Linked DNA regions of Sus scrofa: region 1 is linked to region 2. Evidence: chromatin contacts called from public Hi-C data. All regions are on one chromosome and are shown on one strand. Each heading gives the region's core, a stretch centred on a gene start, on an enhancer-like site or on the middle of the called end of the contact. The rest is flanking DNA. Distances are from core to core; before and after follow the strand shown.

Region 1 (5,984 bases), core at 175-2,674, 140 kb before region 2:
ATGCTTACAACAAACCCCTCAAACCCCTCTTAGAACAGTTTTCAGCAAATGGGGTCAACCAATTTTTCCATGGAGCGCAAATCCTGGAAATGTCTGACTAACTCTAGCATCATGTCTTAAGGGGGTAAAATAGTTTTGCTATCTGGCCCCAGGAATGTAGGCGTCCTAATTTGAAGTAATAGGAGTGTTTTTGTGTGTTTTTATGTTTTTCTTGGTCAGCTCTACAGTCATCTCATTCTGCAGCCAGAAGCAATTTGTTTCTCTGAAACCATCCAGCTTACACGTTTTGCTTTCCAACCAGGAAGGGCGTTGCGGGGAACAGTCCTGTCTGACACAGCCTGATTCATGATTGCGTTAGGGAAATAGTTTCTTGTCATCCTATTAGAATATGAATTTGGCAGTTCAGTTTGCATAAGAACAGTGAAGAATAACGGTGTTGTTGAGCCTGTGTGTGACTCTGTGTGTCTGTCTTTTATTACGCCACGAGACAAAAAAAATATAAGCAGATGCTCAGGGCCGTGGAGCACATAAGCTTTGTCATGAAAACGGGAAGCAGGTTTTCTCGGAAGGCTGAGTATAGGCCCCATTAAACAGTTTTGAATCTCATGATCTATTTAGGAAGTCTGATAGGAGAAAGCATAATCCCAACTGGCTGACTCAACTATAGAAGGGCCGGCAATATGAGGTTGTACTTGATTTTTGTTGGTGAGAGGGAGCCCTCCACCCCTTCTATTTAAAAATTTTTTTTCCCTCTTTTTAGGGCCACACCTGTGACACATGGAAGTTCCCAGGCTAGGGGTCAAATCAGAGCTGCATCTGCCTGTCTATGCTACAACCACAGCAACGCCAGATCCGATCCTCGTTTGCAGCCTATACCGTAGCTCGCAGCAATGCCACATCTTTAAACCCATTGAGCAATGCCAGGAATAGAACCTACTAACTAGTTGGGTTCTTAACCTGCTGAGCTACAACGGGAACTCCTGACCCATACTTCCTAAATGTTTGAGGAAGATAACTTCAGAGAGCTGGTCTCTGAATTGTATTATGCCATTCATCTGAGAGATTCAGGAAGGAGAATTTGTGATTTGGGAATCTGGCAATGGAATCTTACCGCTGCACTTTGCGACAAGGCTGAGATTGATCCAGTGGCGAATCCTTTCATTCACCAGGTATTTTCTGAGCAACTGCCCTGGGAAGGCTCTAAGACAACCCTGGGGATATGGTGCAGAGCAATGCAGAGAGCTTCAGCCCCCGTGGAGTTTATAGCCCCATGGGGGGGTTGGTGGTGGTGGTGGGGGAAATGGATCAATACAGAGACTCAGTCACAGGGAAGTGTAGGGAACGCTGTGAGATGGGTAGTCTATTTGCTAAGGGAGGCCAGAGAAGGGTCAGCCAACCCAGCTTTGTGGAAGGGTCGGGGAAGGCTTCTTGGAAGAAGTGATGTCTAGACTGTGACATAAGAGATGAGGGGGAAGGAGCTAAGCCTAGGGCTGGGGTCAGGGTCCCTGGTCAGGGAAATTTGGTGAGGGAAGGGAATGTGCCAGAGAGTTGTAAATAGAGGGGATCTTAGAGTAAATTGGAGGAATTGCAAGAAAGTAGCAAATGACTAAATTTGAATATGTGAGGCAGGAAATTTTGAAATGTGAGTGAGCACAGGAGTTGGAGCTTGCTGAGCCTTGTGGAATATTTTTAAAGAGGCTGGACTTTATTTCATGAGAGAGGAGAGTTATTGAACAAGCCTAAAAATAGCTTGACTTCTTAATTCAATTGCTGCACAATTCCTGTTTCTGCAGAGGAGTAAGAAAGAGGGAGGTAGAGCCAAGTTAGCCTCGTCAGATGCACAGAATGGGGAGCTGGAGGTGGCAGTGTCAGCAGGAGAGCTCTGGGCTTACAGGTCCTCAGGACGGGGCTGCTGGAATGTCTTTCTTCCAGCCTCTGCCATGGGCCAATTTTGTCCCATTTCCCCACAGATATTCTTTCTAGGCATCTAACCCACTCTAAGTGATCTGTGCTGGTGTTCCTATGCGAATCAGTAGAAATGAATCCTACTAGCATCCATGAGGATGTAGGTTCAATTCCTGGTCTTGCTTAGTGGGTTAAGAATCTGGCATTGCTGTGAGTTGTGGTGTAGGTTGCAGACATGGCTCAGATCCTGCATGGTAGTGACTGTGGCATAGGCAGACAGCTGTAGCTCTGATTCGACCCCTAGCCTGGGAACCTCCATATGCTACAGATGTGGCCCTAAAAAGCAAAAAAAAAATTTATCTGTGCTAACAAGGTGGAGATGAGGAGTAAATACTGCACAGGGGTAGGCAATCCTAAACCATCCAACAGATTTTGGAATGTGACCACATGAATAAGCATATATGTGAGCATGCGCACATATCTTCTCCTACTCACCTGGGTGTGTACTCTTTTCTTATTTTTTTATTGAAATATAGTTGATTTACAATGTTGTGCTGGTTTCAAGTATATAGCCAAATGATTGTTTTATATTTATAAAAATATATTTATATTTATATTCTCTTCCATTATAGGTTATTACAAGATAGTCAGTGTAGTTCCCTGTGCTATATAGTGACTCCTTGTTTATCTGTTTTATATGTAGTAGAGTGTATATGTTAATCCCAAACTCCTAATTTATCCCTTCCTCTATTCCCTTGGTAATCACAAATTTGTTTTCCGTGTCTGCGAGTCTATTTCTCTTTTGTAAATAAGTTCATTTGTATCATTTCTTTAAGATTCCATTTGTAGCATTTTAAAGATTTTGGTGATAAGTGATAACATATGATCTTTGTCTTTTTCTGACTTTCTTCACTTAGTATGATAATTTCTAGGTCCACTCAGATTGCAGCAAATGGCATTATTTCATTCTTTTTTATGGCCGAATAGTATTCCATTGTATATATGTACCACATCTTTATTTATTCATCTGTCAGTGGACACTTAGATTGCTTCCATGTCTTGGCTATTGTAAATAGTGCTGCTATTAACATTGAGGTACATGTATCTTTTTAAATTATGGTTTTCTCTGGCTATATGCCCAAGAGTAGGATTGTAGGATCATACGGTAACTCTATATTTCAGTTTTTAAGACTCCTCCATACTGTTCTCTGTAGTTGTTGTACCAGGTTACATTCCCACCAACAGTGTAAGAGGGTTCCCTTTTCTCTACACCCTCTCCAGCATTTTGAAGACTTTTTGATGAGAGCCATTTTGACCAAGGTGAGGTAATGCCTCATTGTAGTTTTGGTTTGCTTTTCTCTAATACTTAGTAACATTGAGCTTCTTTTCATGTGCCTTTTGGCCATCTGTATGCCTTTTTTGGAGAAAGCTCTATTTTGATCTGCCCATTTCTTTTTTTGATTGGGTTATTTGTGGGGTTTTTTTTTGATATTGAGCTATATGAGCTATTTGTATATTTTGGAGATTAATCCCTTCTTGGTCACACTGTTTACAAATATTACAGACCAATATCACTGATAAGCATAAATGCAAAAAACTTCAACAAAATGCTAGCAAACTGACTCCAGCAATACATTAAGGAGATCATACACCTTGATCAAGTAGGATTTATCCCAGGGATGTAAGGATTCAGTATCCACAAATCAATCAGTGTGATACATCACATTAGCAAATTGAAGAATAAAACCATATGACCATTGCAATAGATGCAGAAAAAGCTTTTGATAAAATTGAACATCCATTTGTGATAAAAAACTCTCTAGAAAGTGGGCATAGAGGGATTCTACCTCAACACAATAAAGGCCATATATAGCAAATCCACAGCTAAAATTATACTCAATGGTAAAAAGCTGAAAGCATTTTCCTCTAAGAATCATGAACAAGACAGAGATGTCTGCCCTCACCACTTTTAATCAATATAGATCTGGAAGTCCTAGCCACAGCAATCAGAGAAGAAAAAGAAATAAAAGGAACCCAAATTGGGAAAGAATATGTAAATCTGTTACTCTTTGCAGATGACATGATACTATACATAGAAAACCGAAAAGATGGTACCTGAAAACTACTAGAGATAATCAATGAATTTGGTAAAGTTTCAGTATACAAAATTAGTACACAGAAGTCTATTATATTTCTATACACAAACAATGAAAGAGCAGAAAGAGAAATTAAGGGAACAATCCCATTTGCTTTTGCATCAAAAAGAATAAAATACCTTGGAATAAATCTACCTAAGGAGGCAAAAACTCCAAAAACTCTAAGATGCTGATGAAAGAAATTGAAGGTGACACAAACACATGGAAGGATGTACTCTGTTCTTGGATTGGAAGAATCAATATTGTCAAAATGACTATACTACCCAAGAAAATCTACAGAGTCAACACAATCCCTATGAAGTTATCATGGCATTTTTCACAGAACTAGAACAAAAAATTTTTAAATTTGGAGTTCCTGTCATGGCACAGCAGAAACGAATTTGACTAGGAACCATGAGATTGCAGGTTCAATCCCTGGCCTCGCTTAGTGGGTTAAGGATCTGGTGTTGCCATGAGCTGTGGTGTAGGTTTTAGACGTGGCTCAGATCTGGCATTGCTGTGTCTGTGGTGTAGGCTGGTGGCTACAGCTCTGATTGGACCCCTAGCCTGGGAACCTCCATATGCCACAGGTGCAGCCCTAAAAGGACAAAAGATGAAAAAAAAGAAAAGAAAAAAAATTTAAAATTTGTATGGAAACATAAAGAGCTCAAATAGCCTAAGCAATCTTGAGAAAGAAAAACAAAGCTGGAGGAATCAGGCTCCCTGACTCCAGACTATACTACAAAGCTATAGTCATTAAAACAGTATGACACTGGCACAAAAAAACAGAAATAGGGATCAATGGAACAAGATTGAAAGTCCAGAAATAAATCCATGTACCAACAGTCAATCTATAACAAAGGAGGCAAGAATATAGAATGGAAAAAAAATAATCTCTTCAATAAGTGGTGCTGCGAAAACTGAACAGCTGTATGTAAAACTAAGACATTGGAACATTCTCTAACACCACATACAAAAATAAAATCAAAATGGATTAAAAACCTAAATACAAGGCCAGATACTATAAAACTCCTAGGGGAAAACATAGGCAGAACACCCTTTGACATAAATCACAGCAATACCTTTTTGGATCCATCTCCTACAGTAATGGATATAAAAACAAAAATAGACAAACGGGACCTAATTAAACTTAAAAGCTTTTGCACAGCAAAGGAAACCATAAACAAAATAAAAAGACAACCAGCACTCTTTTTTCAAAAGAGCTTTGTTGGGGTATCATTGATATCCAAATAATAGCACATATTTAATATTTATCATGTGAGGAGTTTGGTCATATATACACACCCATGAAACCATCACCACAATCAAGATAATAGACATATCCGATGCTCTTCTTCGTTGGCTTTTTGCTTGCTTGTTGTTATTGTTATAAGAATGCTTAACATGAGATCTACCTTCTTAACAAAATTTGAAGTGCGCAATGTGGTATTGTTACCTACAAGCACAATGTTGCCCAGCAGATCTCTAGAACTTACTCAACCTGAGCAACTGAAACTTTGAACCCATTGAACAGCAGCTCTTCATTTCCCCTCAGGTTGCCCCCAGCAACAACATTCTACCCTGTGGGTCTATGAGTCTGACTCTTATTTTAATTAACTAATTTATTTATTGATTGCCTTTTTTTTTTTTCCCAGGGCCCTACAAGTTGCGTATGGAAGTTCCCAGGCAAGGGGTCAAATCAGAGCTGCAGCCGCCAGCCTATGCCACAGCCACAGCAACACCGGATCCGAGTCGCATCTGCAACCTACCCCAAGCTTGTGGCAACTCCAGATCCTTAACCCACTCAGCAAGGCTGGTAATTGAACCTGCATCCTCATGGATACTGGTACAGTTCTTAACCCGCTGAGCCACAGTGGGAACTCTGAGCCTGACTATTTTAGATACTTTATAGAAGGGAAATCACACCAGTAGATGACTTGCTTA
Region 2 (6,217 bases), core at 6-2,505:
GGTCACAGAGGTTTCTTCAATAATTTTTTTTGTTGCATTTTTCTGTCTTTTTTAGGGCTGCACCTGTGGCATATGGAGGTTCCCAGGCTAGGGGTCTAATCGGAGCTGTAGCTGCTGGCCTACACCACAGCCACAGCAATGCCAGATCCGAGCCGTGTCTGCAACCTATACCACAACTCACGGCAACACTGGATCTTTAACCCGTTGAGTGAGGCCAGGGATTGAACCTGCAAGCTCATGGTTCCTAGTCGGGTTTGTTTCCACTGTGCCATGACAGGAACTCCTCTTCAATAAAATTCTTTACCAAGGCCTGCCCAGGACTTGAATTTAGCCCAGTCTGAGGCCCCACAAGAGCTCATGGGTTAGGTGAGCACTGGTTCCAAATGTTTCTCCAAGATTCTCCTATTACTGCATCTCCTTCCCAGCCACTGCCCTCAAAGCCAGTCGCTAACCAACCCCCTAAGTCATAGGTTCCCCTGGCACAGAATCTATCTCTGGAGACATGAGCAGCCCTGTCCGGTATGCAAGGTCAGCAGAATCGCCCATCTCTCTCACTTCCCTGGAGCCAGGCTCTACCTCTGGGATCTACAAGCCTGTGGAATTGTGGCAACTCTCGTTTTGAGCCAAAACCAAGCTTTGCTGATGGAAGCAAGATGCACAATCTAGGGCAGCCCACAAACCCCAAGATAACAGCTTGCCAAAGTGTTTCCCTGATTTGGAGCTTTTGACTAGGTAACCACCCGCTGATAAATGGAGCTTGCAAAGAATACACGGGCCCACCTGTTTGGCTAATTTCAAGTATTTTACATTCAACTTAGGGAAACTGTTTAACACAGCTCCCTCTACTGGCCTGTTAGTCACTCGGAAGCTTTTGGTGTCAAAACCTGAGAGGAAGGAACCAACTTGTACCAGATGAGGAACCAGCTGATGGAATCAAGGAGGAAAGGGCATTGTCTGATGTGAGAACACGAAAAGCTGTATAAGCGGGACCCGCTGGAGTTTTGCCAGTGCTTTTTTGGGCAATCTGCCACCTTGGGTCCCCCTTTGCATCTCAGTAAAATGTCATCTGACAAAAGGGGGCAGTCATCCCAATGGGCCTTGCAAGAAGTACGGGTTAATATGGTTACGGCATTTTCTTCTAGGAACAAATATGATCCCACATTTAGCTCCACAGGAAGTCAACAAGCACAAGAAACAACAGGGCAAAGGTGTTCCAGAAAAGCGAGCCAGAGCACATGAGCACCAGGGGCCCTTTCAAAATAAAGGCAGACCGAGAGGAAGGTAGGCTGCTCCCCCAAGAGTCTGATGTGGGACCTCAGTGGGAGTTCCAGGCTTGGACCAAAGGCTGTTCGTGACCTTTGTCCAACTGCTACAAGCTCTTAAAAAAAGACAGTCCAGATTTGCTTCTTTCATCCTGTAACAGGAAGCTCTTAAGCAGGGCATGCGGCAAAGTCCCTGACCATGTGTCTCCTGTCTCTGCAGGGCTCAGTGCATGCAAAGGGAGGATCACCCTCTGTCCAGCCAGAGGGGTGTGCCACCCCAGCTGCCAGTCTGCACGGCTGCCCAGACTCCAGGTCAGCATCTCGTACATGGGGGCTTGGGGGAGCCCAGTGAGGCACACGGAGATCAAAATGACAGTGCTGATAAAAGCTGGGTTGGTGAGTGTGGCTTCAAATATAGTATCCGGGAGTTCCCGTTGTGGCTCAGCAGGTTCCATGAGGATGTGGGTTGGACCCCTGGGCTTGAGCAGGTTAAGGACTTGATGTTGCTGTGGCTCTGGTGTAGGCCAGCAGCTTTAGCTCGGATTCAGCCCCTAGCCTGGGAATTTCCATATGCCATAGGTGAAGCCCTAAAAAGCAATATAAAAGCAATATAATATATATATATATATATATATATACACACACACACACACACACACACACACACACACACACACTATATATATGTATATATAATATATACATATATAAACATATATACAATATTTACCTATATACAATATATACACAATGTATATATATATACACATATACACTATATATATAACATATATTATATAACATATAATATATATAATATACAATATATTTGTATTCTCCACACGACTCCCCAGTCTTTCCTCCTGTGCTGAATATACTTCTCAGACCTTTGCTGGGATGGTTAAGAGTGGTACCTTCCTGGCAAAAGCCTGCCTCTAAAAAGTTTACAGCACTAGGGAGCAGAAGGAATGATTCCCACCAGGGAGATGCCTGCATTACTCTCAGTTCCCTCTCCCAGGACTCACTGATTAGACAAATCATCCCTCCCCCACCCCTCCCTGGGGAGATGCACAAAGGGTGGCAGGAGGCCAGGAGTGGTGCTCTAGTGGAGGTGTCCACAGGGAGGGAAGCATCCAGAGAAGGAAGTAAGTGTGCCCAACAGTCTCCTTTGGAAGCCCCTGTATGTCCTCCCCTCCCCCTTGAGGGTACAGGTGGGGGCACTCATACACACCGCCAGCACCCCACCCCCCCATGAAGACCAGGTCAGAGGTCCACCCTGAGATTTCGTGGCCTGTGATGACATCCTCTGCTGCTCTTTGTATTCTACACACCCCTTTTTCTCTTTTCTACCTCCTGCATCAGAGCTTGAGCTCCTGGAAGGCAAGGTTGCCCTGCATTATTTTTTTGTGTGTTTGTTTTTTTGTCTTTTTGGGCTGCACCCATGGCATATGGAGGTTCCCAGGCTAGGGGTCCAATCAGAGTTGTAGCCACTGGTCTACGCCAACAGCCACAGCAACACCAGATCCAGATCCGAGGTGTGTCTGCAACCTACACAGCTCACGGCAGCACTGGATCCTGAACCCACTGAGCAAGGCCAGGGATCGAACCTCCAACCTCATGGTTCCTAGTCAGATTAATTTCCACTGTGCCACAATGGGAACTCCTGCTTCCAGTTTTATTGAGAAATAATTGGTGGCTATCATTGCATACATTTAAGGTACAGAGCATGACGTACCTTACATCATGGATGTAAATGACATGGATGGTGAAATGATCGCTATGCTAGGTTTAGATAACATTAGCCATCTCATATAATGCAATACAAAGGAAGGAGAAAGATATTTTCTCCTTGGGGTGAGATTTAGCTGGTTTTTAAGGTTCATCCATATTATTGTATATATGAATATTGAATTCCTTTTGCTTACTGAGTAATATTCCTTTGTATGGACATACCAGAATTTGTTATTGGGTTCAGCAGCTGATGATATTTTGTTTCTTCTTCCTTTTTTTCTTATAGTTTTGTTGATATTTAATTGACATAGAGCACTGTGTAAGTTTAAGGTATACAGCATAATGATTTGACTTCCATATGTCATGAAATGATTACCACAGGTTTAGTGAACATCTATCATCTCATATAGATACAAAAAAGAAGAAAAAGAAAGAACTGTTTTCTTGTGATGAGTACTCTTAGGATTTACTCTCTTAACAAATGTTGTGTATATCGTACAGTGATGTTAATTCTATTGGTTATGTCATATGCATCACTTTTTAAGTGCATCTCTGTCTCCCTGGGACTAGAACATAGTAGATGCTCAAGAAACATTTCTGGGATGGATGGCAGGAAGGATGAATAACATGAATAAAGAACAAAACTGGGAACCCAGAGAGGTAGGGCTTTTTTCTAGATATAAACTAAGGCTTTGACTCAGTATAAGGGCACAGTGGCTTCTGGCCAGGGGGTTATCCTAGAGAAACCCTGGGACCAGCCAGATTCCCAGAGGATGCCAGAGTAAGGAGCATCTGAATCTGAAATTCTTTGGAATGCCAGGGTTTCCCAGGTTGCATCAGCCCCTGGCTTGATCTTCCTGGTGTGGCCCTGGCCCTTTGGCCTGAGTGTGGACTTTTCCTGTAGATCCTGTGGGGTTCCCTCCTGGATCTCCTTCCTCCAGGCTGGCAGACCTGGGGTTCCTGGCCAGAGATCTGGGGTTCCTGGCTGGCAGAGACCTGTTTGGGGTATCTCCAATCTGGGAAACGCAAGACCCGCTCCCAACCTGAGTACAACTGTTAGTAAACTGTAAGCTAAATATTCAAATACTATACATCACACTTTTTTTTTTTTTGGCCTGTATAGACTCAGATAGTGTCTTGCCCAGAGAAGGTAACATACTCAATAAATACTGGTTGGGTACTTAACTGATCCATGTAATATGTTTAATTATAACGATAATAGGTACAGTAGCTTGAATGTTGAATGAGGAAGACTGTAGAAAAGAGATGCTATAAACTCCTACTGTTTTCTGGGATGTGTGGGGCAGCGGGTAAGACATGAAGACTAACCCAACAGGCTTGTGTCCATATTCCACTTCTGCCACATCTTTGACAGGTCCTATAATATTTCTAAACTGCTGTTTATGCTGGGTGTAATCTAGAGATGATCACTGAGCCTGTTTTGTAGGACTGTTCAATCAGAAATAAAATAAAAGAGCATAAAATGCTTAGCCTAGTATCAGGCACACCTTAAGTATTTAACAGATACTTTTAAAAATCGCATATGTCGTTTTGTTTTCTTTATGAGTTAGGATTCTAGGCCAGCGCAGGTGGCTGGGGGACAAGATCGTAATATGTACTCAGGGGCCTGTGCTGGGGTGGTGAAGCTGAGGGTGACCCCACGCTGTGTCACAGCCCCGGGAATCCCCAGATGTGCACCGATGGAAGGGTTTGCTGCAAAAGGAAGAAGAGTAAACAGGGTCAGGGAGCTTACAGGAGCTCAGAGAAAGAGTTAGGAGCAGAGGGGTCAGTCACTAAAGCAAGCTCAAGATGAATCCCTGACAAGAAGGAGTTCCCGTAGTGGCTCAGTGGTAATGAACCCGACGAGTATCCATGAGGACTCAGTTCAATGCCTGGCTCCGCTTATTGGGTTAAGGATCAGGTGTTGCCGTGGGCTGTGGTGTAGATCACAGACACGCTCAATCTGGTGTTGCTGTGGCTGTGGTGTAGACTGGTAGCTGTAGCTCCAATCCTACCCCTAGCCTGGGAACTCCCATATGTTGTTGGAAAAAAAAAAAAAAAAAAAAAAAAAAAGGAAACCCTGGCAAGGAAACCTCATGCTCTTTTTTTTGTTTGTTTGTTTGTTTTAATTGTACTGGAGGATAGTTAACTTACAATATTATGTTAGTTTTGGGTGTACAGCAAAGTGAATCAGCCATACATATACATATATCCACTCTCTTCAGATTCTTTTCCCATATAGGTTATTACAGAGGATTGAGTGCAGTTCCCTGTGCTATACAGCAGGTCCTTGTTAGTTATCTATTTTATATACAATAGTGTATCTATGTTAAGTCCAACTTCATAATTTATAATCCCCTCATGTTTTCCCTTTGGTAACCATAAATTTGATTTCAAAGCCTGTGAGTCTCTTTCTATTTTGTAAATAAGTTCTTTTGTATCATTTTAAATTACATTCCACATATAAGTTATCTTACTTATATTTGCGTTTCTCTGTCAGAAACCTCACGCTCTTATCTGGAGTACTGCTCTTGGGATCTCACTCAAACTCCATCCTACAAAGGCGGGAGAGAGAGACAGAGAGAGACCGGGCCAATGTGCAGCCACCCAACCCAGCTGTCTCTTGGAACTTGCTTCCTGCCTCGCTGGGGAGAGAGATGTGTTCTTGGCCCAGTCGTCATCCATGACCTTAGAGCACTGGGGGAGGCTGGCCAGGGGAAACAGAAGGACCCCTCCTTTTGCTGCCCTGGGAACCCTCTAGGGGATGCTTTAGGGTGAAGTCCGCACATGAGGTCATGGGGAAGGCAGCTCACCCTCACGGGGGATCTTGAGGGATGGTAGAGAAACTGCAGGGTCGGGGGACAGCCCGTGAGCTATTTTAGGCCAGGCCCAGGCTGGAGTCAATGGAGGTTTTGTTTATGTAACATCTGCAGAAGGCCCTTTGGAGAAAAATGACCCCAGTTTCCAGGCCAGGGCTGCAGCGAGCAGGGGTGTGGCAGGAGCTTCCTGTTGTTCTTGGCCCGGCTGCCCAGAGGGTGGTGCAGCTCCCCTCCTGGAGCTGCTGGTCTGCACTGCTTGCTCTTTCCTGTCACCCTTGCTCAGCTCCCTTTCTTCAGGGTAGCGCAGGCTGGGTGTCCCTCGGCCGAGGGGTGGTGGGGAAGTGGGGGGACTCAGGCTCCATGCCCCATAGTCGGCCTCCTGACCCCAGGCTTCTGCCCACTCTG

What was found. Hi-C and Micro-C count contacts between places; a contact is called where the count stands out from the background.
Region 1: a contact with region 2 is called in a Hi-C map of omental adipose tissue, with 1.5 times the contacts expected there. The contact joins two enhancer-like sites. A contact is called at or near these places in 7 of 47 Hi-C or Micro-C datasets (embryonic fibroblasts, fibroblasts, heart right ventricle and 3 more) and 1 of 2 datasets of contacts at active chromatin or transcription factors (skeletal muscle).

What each region holds. Positions count from the first base shown.
Region 1 is chr8:40,639,166-40,645,149 of Sscrofa11.1, reverse strand. No RefSeq gene overlaps it. Among named protein-coding and RNA genes, the nearest start is that of LNX1, 170 kb to the right of the region's middle. Within about 2 kb of position 1,424, at least 14 of the 83 cell types and tissues checked have an H3K27ac peak or open chromatin away from gene starts, as enhancers often do. A contact at or near this core is called in omental adipose tissue, where this site is marked.
Region 2 is chr8:40,501,674-40,507,890 of Sscrofa11.1, reverse strand. No RefSeq gene overlaps it. Among named protein-coding and RNA genes, the nearest start is that of LNX1, 32 kb to the right of the region's middle. Within about 2 kb of position 1,255, at least 12 of the 83 cell types and tissues checked have an H3K27ac peak or open chromatin away from gene starts, as enhancers often do. A contact at or near this core is called in omental adipose tissue, where this site is marked.